Regions from separate parts of the Drosophila melanogaster genome. Here region 2 is linked to region 1. A link is a contact called in public Hi-C data. All regions are on one chromosome and are shown on one strand. The core of a region is the stretch at or near the end of the contact, and the rest is flanking DNA. Distances in the headings are between cores, read along the strand shown. Region 1 holds the start of robo3 (roundabout 3). Region 2 holds the start of COX7AL2 (Cytochrome c oxidase subunit 7A-like 2).

Region 1 (5,352 bases), core at 1,287-3,786:
CTTTTGTGTGCGGGTGAGTGCTGGCTTTGGCATTGTTTTCCTGCACGGATATCCTTAATGAGTGGAACTGGGCTACCGCTTCTCGAGCAGCAGCATCACAACAGCTGCCACCCACAACCGTCATAATTACCCCGCCCCCTTCGCTGGACCAGAACACCCTCCACCATTTCCCCCACCCAGCTGACAAACACACTCGAGCTCCTTGGCACTCAAGAAACTGAAAACGGGGAGCTGGCGCTGGAGAAGTCCTGGCGGGGGTCCTTCGTATCTCTGACCACATGAGCACATAAATCTTCGGGCACGGTGGCAGTGGCGCCCCCTGACGGACGGACCCAGCTTGACGCCCAAAACCACGCTGCCAAGGAATGCGAAAAGTGCCTTCAACTTTTTATGAAATATGGGTTGACAGACGGCTCATCTGTCATCTAATAAATGCATTTAAAATTAAACAAATGCGCGCATAAGTGCTGCAATCAGTTAGACATTATGATAGATTGGTAAATTTATAAATAATTATTTAATTTATACATGATTTGGTAAAGGAACTCATAATTTGTATTTATATTTGTATATGTTATGTCCTTTATAGTTGCTTTTGACCCACTGTGCACAAGCCCCATCATTATGGGCGTGTAATTATCACGATGATCACTTTTCAACATAACCAAAGCGAGGAAACTTTTATATTAAAAGTAAACTTATGACAAACGAGCAAAAGAAGGCCAGCTGGAGGAAAAGTGGAGTCCTGGACAGTGGAGTCCTGCCACACACGCGTCACATCTGCAAGAGTGTGAGTGGATGTGTGGGGGTGTAAGGATGTGTGGGTGTCCATTGTCAAGTGTAATTTATCATTCAGTCAACGTTCTTCGATTGCAGTTTATCTTCGGAACTTACTTTACTGGGTCGCCAGTGTAATTTCCCACTCCCCCCGCATCTTTCCATTCTGTCTGTTCTCCGGTTCTCCCTTTTCCCACGAGTAAAAGCAGAGGAAAGTGTACTAGGGGAGCAGCAAGGATATTCCCTCGGAGTTGTTATTGTCCTGGCCGTAGAATGAATGGCAAATCAGGAAAATCTGACCCCCAGGTTGTTAGTTTTCTTGCAAGGATTTTTAAAGCCAATGGGAGCAAAATAGCAATTAACATGGATTTTGAAGCATCCACCTCGACCTCAGCCATCCATCCCTCGCCCTCCCTCCCCCTGCTTTTCCATTGAGTTCCTCCTGGTAATAATCGGAAATAATTGAAGAAAGAGAAAAACAGCGGGGAACGGCAAAAAGAGAATACTTACCGGACTGAAAAGCCGGGTAGCGGGGAATGGGTCACATCCTTTGAAGGATGTTTGTGTGTGCAATTTGTAGCGTTTTAATTGTTGTTTATGCGATCTAGAATGGGGGCGAAAGGAATGATGTGGTGGGGACTCCTAGGGCGCGGGGACCCAAATGCATCACCACCGCAAGCCACTGAGCTAATTTTGATTGCGGTGCCTGCAAACGACAGGAATCAGCAGGTGAAAGACGATGTCGGCTCCCGAGATCCTAATTAACTATGCCACTGATGTTTGGTTCGATTCAGCAGATTGCCCTCAAATGCGGGTTAGCAGCAAGTTGAAGTGCCTAATGCCCCGGGGGAAAACAAAGAACTCGAAGTCATGTGAATAAAGTCAGGGGATTGATGAATATGTAGAAGGATATGAAAGCTATCAAATTAAAGTAATACTTGAAATGATTAATTATTTTGATATTAGCAAAACAATAGGTTTCAATCATGACATTGATATCTGTAATCAGCATCTATTAGGAGTGTCATTACTGTGCAACTGGAATATATCTTATCTGCATCGGCATTTAACGGCTATTTCGAAATATTCAAACTTACTCGCTGCTTTTCTGGTTCTCATTCAGTGAATATATTTTACCATTCTCTCACAATGTTGTAAGCATTCAGAGAGCGAAGGAATTCCGGTTGAAACTCCGAAAATGTTGTTTATTCGGCCAGTGCGCAGACTCACCACTTTTGCCGGCAGGATTCAGCAACAAATGTTTATGCTCGCAACTGTGATGATAAACAAACCTGACTGAGACCAGAAACTACAATGTTGAGAAGCCATTTCAATATTATTTATTTGTTTTTGGAAATTTTAAAAACCCTATTGATATAAGATAAACACCAAACTACCATTAGAAGGCTGCCATTTTGTTATAAAATTTACTAGTATGATTGTACTTTACGGAAACACATAGCATTACAAACATTACAGAAAGCCTCTTATATGATGATACCTCCTTATCATACGGAATTCGATTACTTTTCGTTTTCCCGAGCTTTCCCCGCTGAAACAGCTGATTTGCCTGCAGGAATTTACTCCGAAATGTTGCTCTTCCGACTTCCCCAGTTCCCCGAGTTCCGAACTGGCCGAGCTGCTCCGAAGGCCGGAACTCACCACCCAGCGAACATTGCTGTGGACTGTTCCCGGTCTCCGGATCTGAAGGAACCCCATATCGAGTTGGCCGTGGGACGCCGTTCAGTTGAGTTTTGGTTACTGCCGCCAACGGTTATCGAGCTGAAAGTGAGCGCGTGTCGAGCTTTTTTGGTGCCCAGTTGTTTGGGCCAGCTTCGTGGGCGACTGGATTGGCAGCAAACATAAACAAACGAAGTGCGAAATTGCTCGGAAATCAGCTAATTGACACAACGGACATGCGAGGGCCAGACTTTGGCCAAATTTGGCCTGGCCAAAAAGGAAGCGGAAGTACTGCGGCCGCAAAATACATTGTAAACTGCTAAACTGCAGGGGAAGTGTAGCGAATAGTGTGCGAATGGAAGTCGAGTAAAAATCAAGCAACTCGAATAGATATATATATCTTTATATCCCTGCGGGAGTCGCTCCCCTGTGTCTGTGTGCCGGTGTGTATTTGTGTGTGTGTGTGCCAGGAGTTGGGCTGGGCAAATAAGTGCTCGTGCTCAGCTTTTTTAGCCAGTTTATCTTAAGGCGAAATACTGTAAAAAATTGTAAAATGGATTTACGTTTCGTATTCATCGTTTTCCTGCTCAAGTGGACCCATGCACAAGGTAAGCTCGAATAAAAATACACAACTGGTGCAAAAACCTATCCTGGTCATGGACTTCCTTCCTTCCGTCCATCAATCCATCCTATCCTCTCCTGCGTTTGCCTGGCATTCTCTGTTTGTGCAGCTGCCACAAGCTCTGGGTTCTGGGCTCCGAGTGGGTGGATATGGATGTGGATGAAAGGCGGAGACGGGTGCAATTCAAGTGCAATTCAGCCGGCCTGCAATTGCAAATATGCCATAGAAAATTGCTCAACAGAGACAGAAGTGCCAGCTCGTGAATGCACGACATTTGTATAGCTCTGCGATCCCGTAATGAGTTGCATTTAACTCATCCGACTCACTTGGCCGAGATGTTTTGGGAGCCGGGCATATTTATGATGATTGCCGACAGGTGTTGAATGGCTCGTCCAAAGGCTTGCCAGAATGTTGGTTGTCAGGCTTGGATTCACCTGAATGCTGGTTTATTGATACGTAGACTTGACTGGGAATCTGCATTCCGGAGACAGACTTGTCCCAGAAAGATACATAAATACTCGGCATTAGTAAATGGATAAAGTCCGTGCTGATAGCTGAAGAAGCCACCAAAGCAATTTACTAAGACTTAAAACTTTGAATCAAAATGAGCTAAGAATAGACTGAAATATAATTCGGTTATTATTGATAAATCAAATGTTGAATAACTAAGCTTGGTAACATTTCACACATAATATTCCAAGTAGTAGAGTTATTGTGGCAACACAATTTCCATTAAATCTACACTCTGAATTAATTCCCTTGCTCATCCTGCCTAATCGCTACCAAACTTTAGTTGCCAGATTAGCATATTTCCTGATTTGCATTTATTGGCCTAAACTGGCAGATAACTTAAGGCATTTCCCGAATCGTTCCATCCGCTCAAACATGCTTATGCGTAATGCATTGATTACTTCCTCCCGAAAACTTTTGCCAACTATAATTTATAACTCTTGCTTATCTCACCAATAAGTTGTAGCCATCAAATGGGAATTCGTATGAGCAAAACTTTTGTGCCAGACGCAAAACAATTTCCGCTGCTTTCAGCCCAACAAATTAGTGGAAAATGTTCTGCCAAGAAACGAGAAACAAGCCGGGGATTCCCCTCGGGCTGGCTAACTAAGCGAAATGAGTATGAATTCGAGTCGTGGCTCTGAATACAAGTGAGTACTCAGGGGCATGGCTCAAGCGGCATGTTTTTGTTGCATAAAATATGCGCATTTAACAAGGGGCTTCCCACACTTTGCCCCAAAAAGCAAACATATAAATGTGGGCCCACAAAAAAGCATTTCTGCCCGGCCACAAATGATACAAAAGATTATTCATATTTTTCGGAGGTAGCACATATACGAGTATGTATGTATGTACATATGTACATATGTGTGTGTGCGGCCATGTTGCCGCTGTTCAATTTGCGTTTTTTACGCTTGGATCTCCTTTTTTGGTTAAGGGCATTTTTATTATGTAGTTCATGCATGTAAACGAATTCAATTGAATAATATCCTGTCATTTTGTTGTTACATCCTCTTCGGGCTTTCCATTATCCCCCCCCCCCCCCGAAATTCTTTTCCCGGCTGCTCCCCTCGTTTGGCATGTCAAAATTTTTATCAGCGCACAAAATCCGCCAATGCAGGATGAAGGATATGGTGGAGTAAATAAATAAATCCCGACAACACGCGTGTCCTTGTATCGCCGTCCTGCTCGCGCAGATCCTCTCGCCCGCTCCCACGCTACTCTCGAAAGTATGCAATAAATTTCGAACAAAAAATATATTGGCATTTTAGTGGGTTGGCTGCCTTCTGCTCGTGTGCGGTGTATCCAATAAAAGAAAATTAAATACTTTCAGCGAAAGATTCTTCTTTTGGGTAAATTAATCGTACCTCTGTATTCTGTCGGAGTTTCAGATTTTTTCGCGTACCCAAATATGGATTACAATTCACTAAGTGCCTTTAATTCGAGCTTTATTTATAAATATAAATACAATATTTTCCCATATCTGTTACAGCTTTTGGCCCAATTCGAATGCCAGTTTCGCAAAACGGCTCCCAGTCGTGTGCCATAATTTTCGTTTCCCAACTTTGCCCAAGTTTGCTTAATTTATAAATTATGCATTATGTAGACTGCGTTACCAGGCAATTATCATTTTCCCGGGAAATTGCTGGGTCGCTTGTTTTGCTCCTGGTCTCTCGCCCAAGAAAGTAGGCTACGCAAAATTAATTTCTGCTGTATGTTTTTGCCTGTGTGCTTGGCTCGGCTCGGCTCGGCTCTTCATGTGC
Region 2 (5,352 bases), core at 1,041-3,540, 940 kb after region 1:
TGACGTGATTGGAGATTGAGTATCTGCTTACTTAGGTTTGTATATTTATAGCAACATTTGTTGCCTGAAGGGAGCATCTTTTATCGCTAACTCTACAAAATGGTCATGCGCAACGCTTAAAAAAATTGCATCCCAATATGAATTTCTATGCTTCTTGCTTTCACGTCGCATAAGCATAAGATCGCATAAGAATTTATCGATTTCAAAATTCTTTATTAACCGCTAACCAAAATAATGGGCCGGTTTAATTTGCTCAAATGCCAAGCATTGATATGTTTGAAGTGTGGCGAGGATATGTATGACTCCTGCCTCTAATAACTTTTGAGATTATTTTATTGAAATAGATTTAAGTTTATTAAATAAAAGCACCTCACACATACTTGCAGAAAGCGCTGTTAATGCTTTTTTCGTGCTTTGCGGATTGAAAGTTTTTATCAGAAAGCCAAAATGATGCGAAGGGGGGATGCGGGGAGCATCTCCCCATCTCATCCAGCATAAACAAAAATAACATGCAATCCCCAGCTCCCAAGAATATCAAGCATGTTTAAATTCAAACCATAAACATTTTGGAGCAAAATGACAGAAGGAATGGCATGGTTGGAAAGAATGGCAAGCAATTCTTTTCTCTATTCCAAGCTTTAAAAATAAGCTAAGGTTTTGCAGAGCCCTTTGGAAGATGGATGAATGGATGTACCTAAGCTTTTGTACCAATGCGCTTTAAGCTTAAGTAGCAAAATAATAATTATTAACCGAAGGGAAACAAAGCTTTAAATTTGGTACTTAAACAGGTGCAAGGGGAACTAATCACGATGGCCCACTTAAATCATAGTGCTGCCCCAAAGAATCTCCACTGCTGCATCTGCTGCCCTTTTCCCTCTCTTTATCGCGTCCAGTGGCGCGCGGCTTTGATGCATGCCAGTTGAGACGGCGATATGGCGTGTGCGATTGCGATGGGGACAGAACATTGGCGCTACTCCTTTTCGTGGGGCAAAACAAAATGGATTGCTCTTTAACTAAAACAGTTATCAGGCGCGCAGCGCACGCAGCAGTGGGAGCGCGAGCACTGAGCAAACATTGCGGCATATATTCATCCCTTTCGTGCCCGCACAACGTCCGCCAGCTACCAGCGCGAGCTCCTGCTGGCCCGTCACAAAATTCACAAAACCGCTACGAATATACGGCATTCACACTATTCACTCACTCGTACTCGTAGTCGTACTCGTATCCTCCGCCCGCCGCTTTTTCGGGGCGTGGCAGGTGCGAGTGAGTTTGGCGAGTGGATTGAATGGCATTCAGTGCGATAATGGTGGATACGTCGAGGTTCGCGCTCCTCTGGCGGCGAATTTTGTGTTGTAAAAAATGTTTGAACTGTTTTAAGTTTAAGTTTTAACGGTAACAGTAGAGCAGCAAGTGCAGCAGGTCGATCTATGCGCCGTAAGAGCGAGCGAGACGACCGTCGGGCAGTCAGCGAGCGAGCGAGAGCGATCTACTGCGGCGAGGTCGTCACCTTGGCATTGAAATATGCCTACGCACACAAGGAAACGAGTGAGCACATGTGTGCGTTGTTCATCGGAAAAGGGGGAAGGGGGTTACAGTTCGTTTACCTTTGCGCTCGCTCTGGCGTGGTGAATTGGGTTGTCATGTTGCTTGTGCGTGCGACAGAGAGGCAGTCAGAAATGCTAATTACCTGGCGGGAGCACATGATTGGGCAATCGGAGATGGCGCGCAGTGAGCGGGAAAATAGCTATCTCATAGCTTTTTTGATTATATTATTCTGCAAATCATATGTTGTGTAATATAGTCAAATAGTACTTTAAGTGCCAGTAATTTTTAAATAGATTTCGAATTTAGATTAAATTAAGTATATTTTTTTTATAATCAAATTTATCACTTCTGATGAGAACTGAACAAATTGCTGTTGTTTATAGTTTTGGTCTGCATGTTGGTTATCTCGGTGTTGCTGCTTCGGGTTTGTTTTGTCGTGATCACGATCACGAGTTGTTGTTCTTCTTCTTCTGCCTGGGGCTGTCAAATGTGTTTCAAAGTCAATGTCGTGCGAGTGCGAGCGAGACAGGCAGCCCCGACCCACCGCCCCCTTACCGGCTCTTTCTCGCGCACCACCCACCTTGTTTTTGCTTTTCAGATTTAGCAGTGGTGTGCTTGGTGTGTGTGTTCTCTTGGCTCGCGTTGTTGTTGCTTCTCCTGTTTGTTTCTGTGTTTGTTTTATCGTTCTTAGTGGTCGTTGTGGTTGTTGGTTGTTGTTGTAGTTGCTGTTCTGGCTGGCGCTCCCGTCATTATTTAGAACCTTTTCCGTGTGCGCATGAACAAAAACAAAAAAGAGGCGGCATAAAAAACGTAACACACCACAAACACACACAACAAACCAAATACGGGTGTGTGTACGAGCGAGCAGTATCATCATCAAGTGTCGTCGGCAGAATCGGAATCGGAACCAAAAACCCCTCGCAAAAAAAGGGAGCTTGCTGTTCGCCTATTCGAAAATTTCACTAAAAATTGTTTGCACTCTCTCGCCGGGCACGAAATGAAAGTATCCTTTTGGCAACGCCCCCCAGCGAGCCGTGCGGAATACCCAGACCTCCAAATGGGCCTTACAGTTCGGGGTGGCGTCTTTTTGGAAACCAATTGTCGTGCTGTCGCACCTGTTGGCCAGGTGGATTGTGTCAACTTTGCCTGTAAGCTGGAGAATATTGATTTGAGTTTTGGGTGTTTGACTCAAGGGGGAAAGAATCGCAAATTGGGGTTTGTTTCGAAATTTTTGGGATATAATTAGGGGACGTAGCACACTTATTGTAAGAAAAAGGACTTTCTTTTAAGTCAGATCATCCTTTGGGTTTTGAATAACCAACATATAACCGAATCCAGTAGTTAATCGTTTATTATTATATATGTATATTGTGCCCATATATTCCCATTTTGAGCTTTACGAATCCCCAAAACTTGAGCACACGTAGTCGAAGACCCTGCGTTCCCCTTGCGAAACCGCCGACGATACGGCGGTATAGCGTGACGTAACACACTCGGGCGAAACAACGGAAGGTGTGAGTAAGAGGGCAGATGGCGTCGGAAAGAGACGGCAGCTTATTTGACTGATACGGCGAAACAAACACGAGTACGCAATTGAAATGCCTGGCAATCGGATTTCCCCGCATACGCCCCACAGAAGTGAGCAAACCACCGCCCCACCTGCCACCTGCCGCCTGTGTGGCGATTTCTGATCGCCTGCTACGATAGTCAAGACTTCCCCATGTCGGCGTGTGTGCGCTGCGACTAAAAATGTGGAGGCCTCCGATTGGAGGACGGGACCTTGAGAAGGTCTCGACTTGTGCTACGTTCCGTAGTGGAGCCCCTTAAATAGTACCGCCGTCTCTATCTAACAGCACCCCGCCACCAACCATTTCCGTTCCGTTCTTCGGCGAGTGAGAGTTGTGGCATCTTCCCCATCTTTTGAGGAGGTGCTCCCCATTTGGGCGGCCGTCTCTGGTCCGCTCTGCTATGATTTCTGTTAGCCCGCCCTGCTAGTAGCCATCTTTTTCGATTTTTTGCCCCAACAAGGCAAAAACGAAAGCGCAGAAATCGGAAAACAGCGAATGCCCCGGATTTTTGTGGAAAGGCACTGGGAGAAAGAAATATGTAAAAGAGTTATGACTATAGAGCTCATCCACCATAATACAACAAGTTTTTGTATACATCTCTGGGATAATGAATCTATAACATTTAATTTTAAATACTCTTGACGATAACGTAATCACTGGATCACCTCGCTAGTCGTGGGAAAAGCACACGCCTTTTCTCCCAGTGAGCGATCGATGTGGTAATGGAAGTGGGTCTGGAGTACTACTCGCTTTATCTGCCTTTCTGGCCATGGTCTGGATGAGGATGGTGGCCTGTTGCCTGCGCTGCGGTTTTGGATGCACGTCGCGAGCTTTGGCTACTCTTCACCGCCGGTGCTGGACGGCTGGGCCACTTCTGTTTTCCTGGTGTAATTAGGCAAACGAGATATAATAATAATAAATTATAATTTTAGAAGGCGTGCCCCGAACCCGAAGAGCGGCTAGGAAACCCAAGTGGCCGGACATTTTATACCGCTTCTGTGGGAAGCGCGACGTTTGTGTGTTTAAAATATAAACGAACAGGCTCCAAGAAACTGCGCTATAAAAATTTGAAATTATAACGCGAAAATGGAAAATGCGGGGTGTTCAGCAGGAAGAGTGGGATTTGTTATGTTAATTCTTACAGCCGCACGGCCACCCAATCGATGTTAGCAGCGGTTCGCTGCTCCAGCCAGAAGAAACCAATCCCAATCCCGCACTGGAGCCACAAACCTGAAACCCAATCCCCGGCTCAACACGAGACCCCCCGAGCTCGGTTCCAGTTTCCCAGTTGCCAGTTGCGCCAGTTTCCAAGTTTCCCAGTTGCCGGCTGCGTTACCAAGTTGTCGGCCAGACTTTTGCTATTTCTATGACAACTTGGTAGCTCTTGGGTAACTTCTAATGATTTTCTATGCCCGCCGCTGTCGAGCAGTTGCCCCCGGAATGCGGGGAGGCCCCACGGAGCTACGTCGAGGGATCCACTCGCGGTTCCATGTACTCGGTGTGGTTGTAAAATGTACGTTTTCGGTGGAGTTTGCGTCATGCGATGTTAATGGAACAGGCGATCAGAGCTCCCCAAGAGGATGACGTAACACGTAACGGCAAAAAACGTCGCAACGCTGCGAGCGAGACAGCGATAGGCCGCATAAGGTTGTGCTCTACCCCGTCTTGATTGTCGGTGTGTGAGTGGGGCCAATGTACTCGCGGTCAGTGCATTGCACCCTCTCATTCCAATCTTTCCGCTCGCGCTCTTCGCTCGTTCTTCTGAACTCAGCAGAAAGAGAAAGAGCGCTAAAAGGTGGGAAGATTTGGATATGGATATGGAGTACAGGAACGTGTAGTAGCTGTAGGATATTCCATACTACCCCATAAGGTAGTAAACGTTAAATTTATGGTTGGTGAGTTCGAAGCGTTTTATTCATTTGATTCTAATATTGTTTACTTTTTGATTACCTATCACCAAACTGTGTGTTCAGTGTATTTATTCTCAGTTTTGTTTGGGAACTATGTTTTATGGCTGAAACTTCACTGTTGCTAAGTCAGCTCAATGCTTTAAGCTACTCTTCCCTCCTCACGACTGTGACCCCTTTCCCTGCTGCATTGCGGCTGCAATTACGCCAACGTCATCGTGTTCGTACGGCGTGCAATTTCTTCTATGTGCACGTAGCTGCACTTATCTGCCCCTTCTGCCCCACCCCCGGCTGCACAGAAAGAAAAACGGCATTGGTCATCCGATTGAGTG

Evidence for each region. Hi-C and Micro-C count contacts between places; a contact is called where the count stands out from the background.
Region 2: a contact with region 1 is called in a Hi-C map of the Kc167 cell line, with 2.7 times the contacts expected there. The contact joins the promoter of COX7AL2 here to the promoter of robo3 in region 1. A contact is called at or near these places in 1 of 107 Hi-C or Micro-C datasets (the Kc167 cell line) and 1 of 6 datasets of contacts at active chromatin or transcription factors (the Kc167 cell line).

The regions. Positions count from the first base shown.
Region 1 is chr2L:1,253,881-1,259,232 of dm6, forward strand. robo3 (roundabout 3) reads left to right here and starts at 2,537. Exons shown (of 13, transcript NM_001382178.1): 1 at 2,537-3,065. The coding sequence starts at 3,011.
Region 2 is chr2L:2,195,622-2,200,973 of dm6, forward strand. COX7AL2 (Cytochrome c oxidase subunit 7A-like 2) reads right to left here and starts at 2,291. Exons shown (of 3, transcript NM_001272983.1): 1 at 1,688-2,291.